Linked DNA regions of Mus musculus: regions 2 and 3 are each linked to region 1. A link is a contact called in public Hi-C and HiChIP or PLAC-seq data. All regions are on one chromosome and are shown on one strand. Each heading gives the region's core, a stretch centred on a gene start, on an enhancer-like site or on the middle of the called end of the contact. The rest is flanking DNA. Distances are from core to core; before and after follow the strand shown. Region 1 has its middle 88 kb from the start of Gm41326. Region 2 has its middle 63 kb from the start of Gm41326. Region 3 holds the start of Has2 (hyaluronan synthase 2).

Region 1 (4,309 bases), core at 1,329-3,828:
CTGAATTTTACGAAAGTTGAGTAACATGTACATGTAAATTAGAAAGAGGTTCAGAGCAAGACATCATGCCTGTCCGACATAAAGATTCATTCTCTGAACTATACACTAAACAGTCTTATGCTCCTTGCGATGAGAACCCAGTGTTGGTCTGGTGTACTTTCTTTATCACTTCTCAAGGACTATCTCTGTGGTGTGTTTGCTACACTTGCTGGAGCCTGACAACCTGCATATATCATTTAGGTGCACTACATAATGAAACCTGAAAAGTCAGCCTAATTGTTTCTGTCCCTGTGCTTAACCTGCAAAATGCACACAGCACTTCCCCCTTGCCATGTTTGTACAAAGAACAGACAGCCCAGAAGACCTATCACTAGGCTTACATACATAATGTATGGTCCACTGGAGAGTTTCTGGTGGGAAGATTATGATATTCTCAGTAAATACATGACATATCACAGAGGTCTGACCTCTGTGTACCTCTCTGATCTTGGCATCCCCTACCCCACCCAGTTCCTCTGCAACTTAAGTATAATCTCCCAGAATTTTCACTAGCAGCTATATATGTTTCTCATTTTGCCTTGTAAGTTCTCCAGTGTTATTAGCAGCTCATTGAGAAGCACCTACAGGTGTACCTAGGGTCTGAATGAATGCTCTTGCCAGCTCACAGGTTCTAGACAATGAGACAAAAGAGTCAGTGTGTAGAGAAAATCCTTCCTTTTCTCAGATCTCAATAGACCCTTCTTCATAGGTCTTGGGTAATGATGGGTCTGGGCATATGGAGATAGCACATAAAGCTCTCAGTGATTCAAGTTTCTGGGCTTTCATAGAAGGGTAATTGTTCTCTCATATCTGCCTCACGAAGGGCCTTAATTCTTCATGCCACTGTTTTTTTTTTTTTTTTAATTTCAGTTTATGTAACAATTTTAGCTATGTAAAGCAGAGAAATAAAAGTCATTAAAGCACTAGATTCTAAATAATCAACAGATATATATTAGTTATCTGCATGGCAGTTTGTGCATGTAACAATTGGGACCAGTGGTATTCTTTCAGGATTTCTCCATGGCCCTTAAGCTGCAGTCTAAGCAGCCTCTCTTCTGACGATGACGATGTCATTACATCATTCATGGGCTTGTTGTCGGTGGAATTCTCTTATGTGTGGCCCTTCTTTGATAACTCTTTATGGAAAGAGGGACTGAGATGCAATCATCTCTTTCTTCTTCTCTGGCAAAGGACAGACAAAAGAAAAATTGGCTAGATCGAGACACATGTAGGCAGAGGAAAGGAATTTGGAGGAGAAAGAATAGTCTGGGTAATTTGGGATTGATTAATATCATGGTGTTATTTTAAGCCTGGGAAGGGAGTGGGATGAGAAAGCTTCAGGCTGATCCTAGAGGACATACACATTTAGGAGGAAAATCCACAGAGGGATGGAAACAGAGTCACTGGAGATAAACCCACAAAGCCAGAGACACACGGGATTCTGCCAGAAAAGAGGAAAGTGGCAGCCTGCCCTCACAGTCTTTCCATAGTGATGCAACTACGTACCTTAGAACACAAATATTTGGCAAGAATGCTTATGATGCCACCTCAGGTTGCTACTCTGATTCAGTCCAGATTTGTGTTGTCATAGCAGCCACCTCAGAGAACCAGAGGCGAACAAGATTCAGAAAACATACTGAGAGTGGAATTTTGAATTCTTCTGTGTGGGCTGAAGTACATAGCTCAGTCTGAACAAGTATTACCATGTCCCACACTGGGATGTTATATGCAGTAATGAATAAATCCTTACGATAAAGCCCTCTGTAAATATGAAGTGCTATTGAGATGTAGAGTAATACACTGGACATCTTTGTTTTCCATCAGACACATCCCATGGGATATTTTCTTCCTTCCAGAACATGGACACTCCACAGAGAGTGCATCTGGCGACTCTGACTCTGCCAAGAGTTCAAAAGCAAATTGTTCTAAGGTGAATGGCTGAGAACTAGTGTGCAAAGGTAGTAAAAGACATGGATCTCTGCTGCCTGAAGGTTAAAAGATGCACCAAAATGTACAATGAGGTAGGTGTTTTCCCCTGGGAGAATGAAAGGAAGAAACATTTCTGACTACCCTTCCCCCAAGCCCCTTTGCTTACCCTCCCAAAAAAATTGCACTTGACTAATGTAACTTTGTTTTGATTTCCTGAGTGGTCTTGGGTTACCTAATATCTGGCTTGCTTCCATAGATGGTTCTTTCTTAGATCTACCAAGCAAAACTCATGCTTAAGCCATTTTCATTAGGAGCTGAGCAGTACATGATCAGAAATGGCCTCATGAAATGTCATGATTAGAAGAGATCAAAGGCCCAGCTTCATTGGTGTTGCCTGCTTCTCTCTACTTCGTCAACCCTCTGAACCTGACCAAGCCCCAGCTCTCCAGCATTTGCACAATCTGGGAAAGATAATTTCTCCAGAGAAGTCTTCTTGAAAGCACATGGCTTGCAGGTTTTTCACGTGGCCCACGTCACAGTCCCTGGGCTGAATGGTCTATCTGTTCTCTGAAGAGAACCTGTGCTTGGTCACTACAGCTGCTTTTACAATGGCTTGTAGTGCTGAATGGGATTTTAATTAACACTGTGGCTAAAAGCAGTTCTCTGAGCCAGCCTTTCCTCAGCATACTGAGTCATTTCAGATGCAATCCTGGCCAAATCCATTACCAAAGCTGTGCTCTGTAATTGTGCTGTAAGGACATTGTCCTTCATCATGGAAGACCTCCGTTTAAATTCTGGCTCCTTACCTCTCAGAGCCTTGCATTTTCAATATAAATTTGAGATATTGCTACCCACCTCCAAGAAATGTTATCAATACTAAATGAGACAACGTTTGGAATATATACAGAGTATTACCTGGCCACAAAGCTCCCAATAAGTGTTCACTCCATCTGTTTACCCTTTCAGTGCTTTCTTATTGTTCTAGAAAAGGTCTATGCAAAGCTCTGACACAGTAACTGTTTTCTGGAAACTGTTTCCAATTTCTCAGCCACAGCTGCCTCCAACTTTCCTTTTGGATTCAAACCCCAGTGAGGAGTGGAGGATGTTTCCTTGGATTAGCAGTTTGGAGCCAGGCAAACCTCAGTCCTTCCCACAAGCTCAGAGAAAAGGATGTCTGCTCCCAGTCTGAACAGCAAGAGACAGAGTGGAAAATCTAGCTTTCTGCACTATGGCACGAACTGAGACAGAGTAGAGTTGTGGTAAGGTTTTTCTCATTCTTTTTTCAAAGTACTTATTTTTATACTATTATTTTTGTGTACGTATGTTTGTTTGAGGGAATGCCACATGTGTACTCAAAAGCCAGAAATATCAACAGCTACTTTGGAAATGGAGTTATAAATAATTGTGATCCACTGACATGGATGCTGATATTCAAACTCGGGTCTTTCAGAAGAGCAGTAAAAGCTTTTACTCCCTAAAACATGTCAGCAGACTATATATATATGTATATATATATACACACACACACATATATATATATATTGATGAATAACTTCTATGTAAAAATGTTTTAACATTGGAAAATATGTGTATATATATGTGTATATATATGTGTATATATATATATATATATATATATCAAATAAACACAATCACCACACCCAATTTCAACCATTAAGTATAGTTTGGGTTATTTTCACAAATGAAGTGGAAGAGTGTTTTCTTAGTATTCTTGTGGAAATCTCATTTTACATTGAAAATTCTTCCTCCCATCTTTGCAGTGTCCATAGCTTTTCTATACTATAACAATAATAAAATAAAACTGTAGCAGATGATCTTTTTATATTGCCACCAATTGTCATCATCAATTTGCAATGGACTCCAGGTGTTCACCCCCTTCCAGGGACTATATAAACCAAGAGACATAATTATATTTACAAATAGTAAGGAAAGAAGAGCACACTCACTACATTCCTCCGGGTTAGTCACTTCTCAGGCATTGCCACGTGCATTATTTGTCTCATCCCTCAGAATTACATGTGGTTATCATTCATACTTTGTAGACAAGGAAATCATCCCCAAGAAAATAAATTTCCTCCTCAGGGAGTCATAGATGTTAACAGCAAAACAGCTTCAAAATTTCTCTCTGAATACTTTGGGTTCTTGAATAATTAACTCTCTAACATACCCACCTGCTTTATTGCATTATCTATCTATCTATATATCTATCTATCTATCTATCTATCTATCTATCTATCTATCTTTCTATCTAATTTATCCATTTATCTCTACCTATCTATCTCTATCATACATCACCTGTCTTTATCTATCATCTATATCT
Region 2 (4,804 bases), core at 2,045-4,544, 150 kb after region 1:
GTCATGTATTAAGTATCAGTCGCATATTAAATATCACTCACATATTAAGTATATCAGTCATGTATTAAGGTATCAGTCATATTTTAAGAAAACACCTTACTTAGATACTATTATCATTGGCATTATTATCATAAGCTTATGATTTATTTATCTATTTATTTATTATTTTGACATACATTGCATTCTGACCCTGGTTGTCCCCCTCCCTCCACTTCTCCCAGTGCTCTCCCCATTTCCCCTTTCCTCCAGACCCACTCCTCCTCCATTTCCGTTCAGAAAAGAGCAGACTTCCCACAAATATCAACCGAATACGGTGCAACAAGTTACAGTAAGACTAGGCACAAACCCTCAGATCAAGGCTGAACTAGGCAATCTAGTAGGAGTAATAGAGTCTCAAGAGCAGGCAAAAGAGTCAGCAACAATCCCACTCCAACTGTTCGGAGCTCCACAAGAATATCAAGCTACACAACCATGACAAACATACAGAGGACCTAGTACATACACAGACCCATGCAGGCTCTGTGATTTTCACTTCAGTCTCTGTGAGCTCCTATGAGCCCTGCTAAGTTTAGTCTTTGGGATGTGTTCTCCTGGTGTCTTCAAATGAATCCTCTGGCCCTTACAATCCTCCCTCCCCCTCTTTCTCAGGTTTCCCTGGCTTCTCCTAATGTTTGGCTCTGGGTCTCTGCCTGTGCTCCCATCAATTGCTGAGTTAAGCCTCTCTGATAATGATTGGGCTAGTCATTGATATATGTATGTGTATAGCAGTTTATGCATCTACACATGCTTCTAGCAGGTAAGTTGATGTACCAAGTGTGCAGGTGCAGTGGCAAAGTAAACTGAAAAGCACTAGAATTATCATTTGCTGCCCCATGGGACAATGTATAATTTGATAATCTATGTGATCCTGACTAACCCACTTATAGTGGAATGAACTATATTGGAATTATTTCTTAGAAACTCCATGGTTATTTAGCAGCAGGCAACATTTGTAGGTATCCATTGTTGTTATTTCTTTGTGTGCTTTTACATAGCTTCGAAAAACTAAATTAGCTTCTTTCAACAGCCTGGACAGATTTCACTAAAGTACAAGCATAATAATGGCTGAAGCTTAGAACTAAGCTTTAAGACTGAGATCTCACATTGTCTACCAAAGCACCTGGCTGACCATTTTTAAAAGCAGCTATAAATTGTTCAACAAGCCTGAGGCAATGCATTCACAGGGTTATCATTAGACATTGAAATCGGCAGCCAGGCAGTAGAGACTCATGCCTTTAATCCCAGCAGAGGCATGGAGATCAGAGCAGGAAGCAGAGGCAGGGAGATCAGTGAGTTCAAGGCCAGCATGATCTTCAAAGTGAGTTCTGGGACAGCCAGGGCTACAAAGAGAAACTCTTTCTTGAGAGAGAGAGAGAGAGAGAGAGAGAGAGAGAGAAGAAAAAGAAAAATTGAAATCAGCAAGGAAACGAAAAATTTAAATATTGCACATCTATACAATACTGACTGTAATATATATATATATATATATATATATATATATATATATATATATATATGGACTTCATTGTAGTCTCATTGTATCCTTCTTTTCAAAGGAGAGACTGAGAAACTGAGGCACCAGGAAGACATAGAACACGATATAATAAGATCCAGGAATTGTACTGCTCAGGCTCTTGACCACACTGCCTTTAACTTCTCCTCTGGAAGGCCAAGAAATTTTAATATACATGATTTCAAATTGAACACACTGATCTGAATTCCTTAAGAGACCTCTACCCCAACGAGAAAAAAGTATTTCCCATCTTAAATGAAAAAATTGTTTGCATCTTATGCCTGGCTACTTTCCCAGTCTTGTTTTCCTTCACTTTAAGACTTTAATAATTTCTTCGACTGTCAATGCCAATGCATGAGTGCCCCTGACTGCACCATGAAAATACCTTTAGAATCGCTCCTTCCATCTTTCCACTCTATTTTGTATATATGTATTTACACCTATCATTTATTATAACATAAATGTACTTGCCATATAAGTTTCGATTTTTGTTATATTGTACTATGCTTCATATTTATGCCTATGTGTAAGACAAGTACTTTTAAAAAAATACACAATTGAATGATAAGTTACATTTTTAAATTATTTTTTATCAGACATAATACAAAACCCAACTCAAACTGTGTCAAACAGTAAAACGTAAATGTGTGTGGTGAAAGAAAGACCTTTGTTTTCGCTCAGAAATAGATGGTAGCCATTTCTTTCCAGCCCATTGCTTCCTCAGACATGCCAGCTTTAACACTAGACTAACTTCCCTAAGTGATCACAGTATGGCAGGTTATAATTTACAGAGCTATAAAAGTAGTCCACTCTGTATGCAGGAAAAAAATGCCATTTTTCTCCCAACTGAACTAACAGTATTCCTACCTTTATTCTGCTAAGATTGACCTAAGTAGGCATAACCAAGAAAGTATTTTATACATATCAACTTAAGCCTAATTGAAGTGCCCAGCCCTAACCTGAGGATGTATGTAGATGAGAATTAGCTAATACTGTGATTCTCAACCCAGGATTGTTAGCAAATCCATTCTCCCTCAATCATGTGTTTAATACACAAGAGTGGCATAGGGTAAATGCTGAGAGTAAATCAAAGTTTATCGTATGTAGCAAGAATGAGTGGATAGATTTTATTTCTGAGTCATTTCCTCAGTCTACCTGAGACTCACTAATTTATATTGAACAAAACTTTATTTTTAAAGTTCTGATAGTTAGCATGTCAAAAGATTAAGAATAGGCACCTGGCAAACAAACAAACAAACAAACAAACAAAAAAAAAAACCCTTCCAGCTTATGTCATGCCATGGTAGAAGGAAGAAGAATCAAGAATGACAGATATTAAAAAAATAAATAAAAAGGTGAGAGGCAGCAAAGAGTGAGGGAGTTCTTGACAGTATCACAATGAAAATTCAGTTGTAACCTTTGTAACCATTCAATAGTGGAGTACCATGACACTCTGCCCATACTTTCAAACGGTCTTTTATAGCGATAAGTAGAAGGTAATGTGGTGTTGCAGTCTGCTGTCTTATTGTAATTCCCCCACTCCTGTGCAGCCCAGTAAAATACAGAAAGTCCCTAGAGCCTTCACTTCACTGACAATCTCACAATGCCCTTAAAAACTGGGCCAAGGATTTCTCTCCAAATCAGAAGATCCAATTTTCCCAAGGGGTGTCTGGGACAGACAGGAAATTGTTATTAACCAAATGACTCACATGCTGAATCACAAAACAAGAACCATTTGGGGAAAGGTCGCCCCTCTTGGCTGTAACTGCAGAATGTGTTTCCAGTTAAGTAGACACCCTGAGGCCCCAGTGACAAGAAGCCAAGACTGACCAACATCATCTTAGCAGCACTGCTGATGCTTGCGTTGGGATGCCTCACAACTCAAGCACCCCTACACCATTTGGAGTTTTGCATCTTTGAAATTCCCAAGGAAATGTCCTCTGGAGAAATTACAAAACTTCCTTGATGCCAGGAACCCAAATGTATGTTTCAAGGAAAGGCTAACAATTCTCCACAAAGATGTCAACTCCCAGAGAGGTTCCATAGCCAGTTATTTCATTTCTTTACTTCCGAATGATTTACACATTATTTTCTTGCTGCCCTACAGATGAGTATTTATTTGCTTTATTATTTAAATATACTGATGTCTAGAGTGATAAATCAAAGTGTAGTTCAACAAAGGATAAAACCTGGAAGCTTAAGTTAAAGTATGAGTGTTATTTTTCATCCAGGTACACTGCTCTAAGATTCAGTAAGTACTCAGTGTCTTTCCCTTTGAACATATTAACTAAGAATCCTCAGATTTTATCTCCCAGGACATTATTCTGCCATCCATTCATTTATAGTCTCATTTACAGAACACAAATATATTGAATGTCTATTATGTGAATACATTCAAAGATATATGATGAGTCAACTGACTTGGGTCTGACCTCAAAGAATCATGTCTCAAGTTTTGGTCCTTCCCCTACCAGTTCTGTGGGAAAGAGTATCCCTCCTTCATTGAGTCTGAGAAGAGGCTGATAGGCCAGAGAGGTGATGGACTTAGGTATCTCTGCTGTTGTCTCCACTCTTTTAGTTTCCCACTGGACTAGGACCAGGTTTCAAGGTGTTAATGCTCCCTTGATTGTCGACATCTCAATACAGAGGAGATCTCTGAAATTTTTCCTGTAGTTAGTTCTTTCTTTGTTTCAGTGCTAGAAAGCACTCCACAAGTTAAGCAAGTGCCTTACCACTGAGCAACTAACCACAGCCCAGGAGCTGTTAAACTGCGTAGTTAATTACATACTCAACTACAGTAGTAAGAGAGGACATGAAATTACTTGCAACTAGTAATAATCGCCCTATTCTCTGCTCAATTAACTTCCCTGGATAGGAAGAGCTAACTTAGAGTTCTCTCTTGGACAAACTAAACAGTCTGGATACACTTTAATTTATGCCACTGACCCTGAAGTTCAATCATAGTTTTTATTTAAACTTATACCTTTTAGAAAGCCCAATTAATTTAATCATGTGGCAGGTAACTCACACAGTTACCTTTGAGCTCCAAACAGTAAATCTAATGATTCTTTTTGTCAGTGCCATTTACACCCAATTAAATTGGTATTCTCAACACTTAAGCATGAGTGTCTACTAGACTGATAAAGAAAGATTCATGAGTTATCCACATTTAATGATTCAGCTGTTGTTAGAGAGGGGACCCAGCTAGGGGGAGGGGGAGGGGGAGGGGCAAACCAGTTTCTTTTTTCCAAC
Region 3 (4,948 bases), core at 2,191-4,690, 200 kb before region 1:
AAATCAACAAGAAGAACACAGAGTCACATACTACAGCATTTACTATATATAACATAAAATAGTATTTTTTCAATCCTTGCAGGAACCCAAGACTCTTCAAGACTATCAACTATACTTATAATGATTCTAACACATTGTTTTTATCTTCCTCATTGCCTTGACACAGAGAGTAGTGGGTAACCTGCCAGACTTTCAGGAAGAAAAAACATCATTGCACTGAAGTGACCCCCAGACACACTCATGAGCAAAGGACCGTCTCATTTGAGAAAGCCCTGGATCACGTAGTGGGAATTGCTGAGTAAATTATAACCCTTGACTTTACCAGCTTTTAAGAATATATGTGAAGATGTGAGATGCACAGGGAAAAGCCTTCTGCTTTGTTTTTGTTTTGTTTTGCTTTGTTTTTTTGAGACAGGGTTTCTCTGTGTAGTCCTGGCTATCCTGGAACTCACTCTGTAGAGCAGGCTGGCCTCGAACTCAGAAATCCGCCTGCCTTTGCCTCCCAAGTGCTGGGATTAAAGGCGTGAGCCACCAATGTCGCAGGGTGGGAAAAGCTTTCTGCAGTGCACTTACTTACATGGTTGCTAGGTGGAAAGGGTTCCATATGTTTGCTTTCTGTAATGGATATGTAGCTCCTGGGACATTTTTTTTTTTTTACTTGAATGAGGAAACTCCTAACAGTTCATTGTTTTCACTGACTCTTGTATCACGCTGTAGGCAAGATTGGTCTTTATTCTTCTAAGAGCTGGGATTATGGCTGTGCACGAATAATGCTCAGCTTCATGATTTTTTCCCTCTATGAAGCAAACCTGCCTGCACAGTTTCAGCAACTGACAGCCTCTGCTGCTGCTGCTCCTGCTGCTGGAAACACGAAACATCCAGGAGAAAAATTCTCACGTGAGAAATTTGCATTCCTCAAGATGTGTATGAAAGGCTCCAGTATCGAAATATATTAGTGGACAAGCTTGGACATAGTGCTAATGATTAATTGTTTTTGTAAATAGTTTAGTAGTGATAATTTGGACATCAGAATAACCCAGTACACCAATAAATTTCAGTATCAACATGTGATACTATAAATATTTTCAAGAGATAGACAGACAGAGAGAGAATATGAATGCATCAACGATAAACGTTCCTTTTCTTTGATTTTTTTTTCTCCACTAGCATCTACTTCCAGAAAACTGAAGTGCCTTTCCAATCCCACAGACAATAAATATTAAAGGTGTGATCTGAGTGTAAGGACTCTTGAATTGTGGATCCCTCTTCGCTTATAGGGAACTTTAACTGTTAGCTTTAAATTATGCTAGTATTTTCTCTCTTGCCTCTGTGAGGACAGGGAAGTGCACAGATGTAGAACCAAAGTTTATACTTGCCTACAGCTGGGGGGAGGGGGGGGCGGAGGGCATGCAACTTTGTTTTATGGCTTATGAATTACAAGGAAGAAACAACAAATGTGTTTTTCTTTAATAAAGAAACTTAGTTTTACTAGGTGTTCTGCTGCTTGAACTGTTAGCATAAGGACGATTTAACACTATTAAGCAACTGTTAGAGTAACTTTGCTTGTGGGCATTTAGGCATTTAGAGATAGAGAAATGGGAGCTATGAGGCCACTGGGGAGTTTACAGGTAGAGACTTGGCATCCCACAATTTCTCCCAACTCAGTTTAATTTACATTATAAGTCACGGCGCAGAAGTTGAGTAATACTTTAAAATAGCAATTTACCACTTCCCAGACCATGAAAAACCAGGAAGCTCAGGTCTGATTAAGTGTGATGAAATTGCGCTCTGAAATTTAAGGCAGTCTTTGCAACAGTTGAATCACCTCAAGCGGGAGTTCAAAGGCTAGAGTCAAGAGAGTTGTGGGGGGGAAATGAGGAAGTCTCCCCAGAGTGGCATGAAGTCAGCCACCAAAGTGATGGCTCCCAGAGGTGAAATGGCCTTGTGTTTGGGTGTGTGGGGGGAGGTGAGGGTCGGGGGTGGGGGGACTGGCTTTGCAGATCCAGCTTTGTGGGGGATGGGTCGGCTGACAACTGCGAGTTGCAGTCACACTCTGCATCCCTATTCACAATCCTCAACTCCACACCTGCCTGATATGTTGCGAGCCTCACTCCCGGTTTATTCCACTTTTCTCTTTTTGTCTGACCTTTAACTATTGCCCAAATTTATATTCCGATCTTATCCGAAACACATATACCATACAGCATCAAGATGCGGTAGAACTCAAACGAAGCCCACATCAAGAGCACGAAGAAGGGAAATAAAAGAAAGGAGGGGATGGGTGGGGAAGAACAGAAAAGGAAGTAAAAGGCAAGTAAGGTTTTAGCAGATTTCAGTTTTAGCCTTACTGCGTAAATCCGCTTTCATTTTTTCCTAAACAGCGCCACCTAGTGTCCATTGTAGCTCTCTGAGTTTTTTTTTCCTTTTACCTTTTCCTTTGGGTGGGGGCAGGGGCGGGGACCGCAAGGATCAAGGGAAAAGGGCGCGGATGCCCTAAGGTTGAAAAAAAAAAAAAAAAAAAAAAAAAAAAAAAAAAAAACCCGAGAAAGAAAACTCTCCAGTCTTGGCGTCATTGAAATTTTAAAATGGTATTTTGAAAACATTAAGTAAAAGGCTGTCAAGAGGCAAAAGTAATTTCAGATGTTTTACGAGATGACTGCTTCCGTACACTTTCTCAGGTTTATTGCTATCATCATTATTATAAACTTCCAATCGAGAATCTTTTGTATGTTTTCATGTCTGAGAATCATGAGAAAAAAAGAAATTTAAAAATTTTCCTCATTTCAGTGTCCAGCCCACCCACAGCGAAAACTGCGGGGGGGGGGGGGGGGAGACGTTGACATTTGCCTTTTGCTTAGAAAGTTTAGAGCTGGGAGGAAGAAAGGGTTAACAAATGGCAAACTAGTCGCTCTTTTTAGCGTCCTAGGCCATTTGTGGAGCAAACTAGGTAGCACGGACGTACACACACACACACACACACACACACAACGCGCACACACACACAGAGTCAGTATTCCGCCAAGAGCAGTGATTTAGCCTAAGAGAACCGTTTGGCCTTAAAATCATTTATATGCAACGGGGAGTTTATCAAGTCGAGGGAATCCTTGTAACGCAGACAGACTTCAGCAATATTTGCAGAGCAGGGCTGCCCGCTCCGCGGTCACTGCCTGAGGAGAGGTATCAGGCGGTGGTCAGCATCTGTGCTCCGCGTTTCTCAGCACACGTTAACAATCAAGTTAATTGAATTCATTGGAGTTTAGAAGCGGCCTCTAGCTCAGAGAGGGCTTTGAATGGCCAATTTCTCTCTCTTCCCCCCACTCCTCCCCGCCTCCCATCCCGCCCAGTCCCTCCCCTCCGGGTTCCCCAGTCTACACCTCCCTCCTCCACTCCCCTCACCCCCACTCCCTCCTCCGTCCTATTAAAACACCCACCGGCTCACTTGTTAAGACCCCCTTAAGTTGGAGGAGGCAGAAAGGCAACCACAGCGAAGAAGAAGGAGAAGTCAAGGCGTCTGGAAAGAATTACCCAGTCCTGGCTTCGAGCAGCCCATTGAACGGGGGACTTGAACCAGCCAAAGACTTCTTCATTCTGCTCTTGCTAGACTCTGCTGAGTCTTGACCCGGCTTGTAGGTTGATGTGAAAAGAGATTTTGTGTCGTCGGAGGGAAGGGGATTGGAGCAAATAGCAAAACAGGGGGAAAAGTTAATTTATTTTTAAAGCACATTTAACAAAAAGAATTAGAAGACTTAAGTGCAGCGGAAATAATAAAAGAGAATATTAGTGAAATTTCTTCTCAAAGAGGGGAGAACCAAGCATTTAAGGCTCCCCCATCTTTTTTTTTAAATGTTGTTTTTAAATTTCTTATTTTTTTTGGCCGGTCGTCTCAAATTCATCTGATTTCTTATTACCTCAATTTTGGAAACTTCCTTCCACGACCCTCCGGGACCACACAGACAGGCGGAGGACGAGTCTATGAGCAGGAGCTGAACAAGGTACGTTATACAGACGCGTTTGGGTGAACTTTGAATTCCCTAGATAGATTGGGGGCAGAGAAGAAATTATCAACAGAGCTTTAAAAAAAAAACCAACAACAAAAACCCCCTAGTTTCTATAGAAACATTTGAGGTCTGAAGTGTCCCCCAACTCCCCCCCCTCCCCCCCGCAACAAACTGCCCATGAGGGAATATTGCCAATCACTATCAAGTCTCGCAGCATACCCTGGGTTTTAATCATCCGGTGAAATCCGCTGCCTCTCTGGGCGCACAGGTAACTTGCGTGGCCAAGGAAAGCTGATTGTCCCGGGGTGTACTTTTCCACTGGGCATCTTCCCGAGCGTCAAAGGGGCTCCGGAGTCAGAAAACAAGGATTTCCACTGTGTACGGAAAATTCATCCCACAACTGTCCTTACCTTCCTACCCTTCCCTTCTTTCTCCCTCACCTCCCACCAGTATGTGGGCTGGACACCCTGGCACAGTTCTGTGCGGGGGTGGAGGTGGGGGTACAAACAAAACCGCTCAATTTTGGCTTAGACTGAAAGGGTTAAACGATCCGGGTTTCCAGCTACGTTAGGCTGGAAGAGACCCCAAGGAAAGTCCTGCGCCACCTCCTCGCGCTACCATCCTGGTTCAGCCACTCCCCCCTTTTCCCGGGCCTCCACTCCTTTGCAGTTTCCAAACTCCATTAAAGTGTCAGGCAGCGAGCATCCGGGCACAGCCACCCCGAGAAAGCCTTTCCTGGGGCAAGGGGTCCCTCACGCAGGCATTCGCCGCTGGGGGAGAGAAGAGAGCGCGCATCCCTCCTTGCGCTGGCCGGCCGGCCCGCACCCCTTGGGCAGGGCGTGCGCGCGGACAGCGCTGCGCTCCCGCAGCTGCACCAAGTCCCGAGCCAAATCCGACGTGGCACGGAGCACGCTGGCGCTTCTTTCCTCCGTTGCAGCTGGAGACGCTGT

Evidence for each region. A called contact is a pair of places that touch in the nucleus more often than the background predicts. HiChIP or PLAC-seq counts read pairs in DNA pulled down with a chosen protein or histone mark.
Region 2: a Hi-C map of the N1E-115 cell line shows a contact between it and region 1, with 2.4 times the contacts expected there. The contact joins two enhancer-like sites. A contact is called at or near these places in 1 of 39 promoter capture datasets (the 3T3-L1 cell line), 12 of 484 Hi-C or Micro-C datasets (3T3-L1-derived adipocytes, the C2C12 cell line, the N1E-115 cell line and 8 more) and 1 of 115 datasets of contacts at active chromatin or transcription factors (fibro-adipogenic progenitors).
Region 3: an H3K27ac HiChIP or PLAC-seq map of neural progenitor cells shows a contact between it and region 1, with 6 times the contacts expected there. The contact joins the promoter of Has2 here to the enhancer-like site in region 1. A contact is called at or near these places in 6 of 39 promoter capture datasets (the 3T3-L1 cell line, 3T3-L1-derived adipocytes, frontonasal cranial neural crest and 2 more), 1 of 15 datasets of contacts at CTCF or cohesin (the NIH/3T3 cell line), 5 of 484 Hi-C or Micro-C datasets (adipose-derived mesenchymal stem cells, embryonic fibroblasts, uterus and 1 more) and 1 of 115 datasets of contacts at active chromatin or transcription factors (neural progenitor cells).

What each region holds. Positions count from the first base shown.
Region 1 is chr15:56,496,225-56,500,533 of GRCm38.p6, reverse strand. No RefSeq gene overlaps it. Among named protein-coding and RNA genes, the nearest start is that of Gm41326, 88 kb to the right of the region's middle. Within about 2 kb of position 2,578, at least 30 of the 459 cell types and tissues checked have an H3K27ac peak or open chromatin away from gene starts, as enhancers often do. A contact at or near this core is called in the C2C12 cell line, the N1E-115 cell line, fibro-adipogenic progenitors and 2 more, where this site is marked.
Region 2 is chr15:56,344,806-56,349,609 of GRCm38.p6, reverse strand. No RefSeq gene overlaps it. Among named protein-coding and RNA genes, the nearest start is that of Gm41326, 63 kb to the left of the region's middle. Within about 2 kb of position 3,294, at least 13 of the 459 cell types and tissues checked have an H3K27ac peak or open chromatin away from gene starts, as enhancers often do. A contact at or near this core is called in the C2C12 cell line, the N1E-115 cell line, fibro-adipogenic progenitors and 1 more, where this site is marked.
Region 3 is chr15:56,693,038-56,697,985 of GRCm38.p6, reverse strand. Has2 (hyaluronan synthase 2) reads left to right here and starts at 3,440. Exons shown (of 4, transcript NM_008216.3): 1 at 3,440-3,992. Has2os (hyaluronan synthase 2, opposite strand) reads right to left here. Exons shown (of 4, transcript NR_002874.2): 2 at 4,218-4,372; 3 at 3,909-4,031; 4 at 3,526-3,623.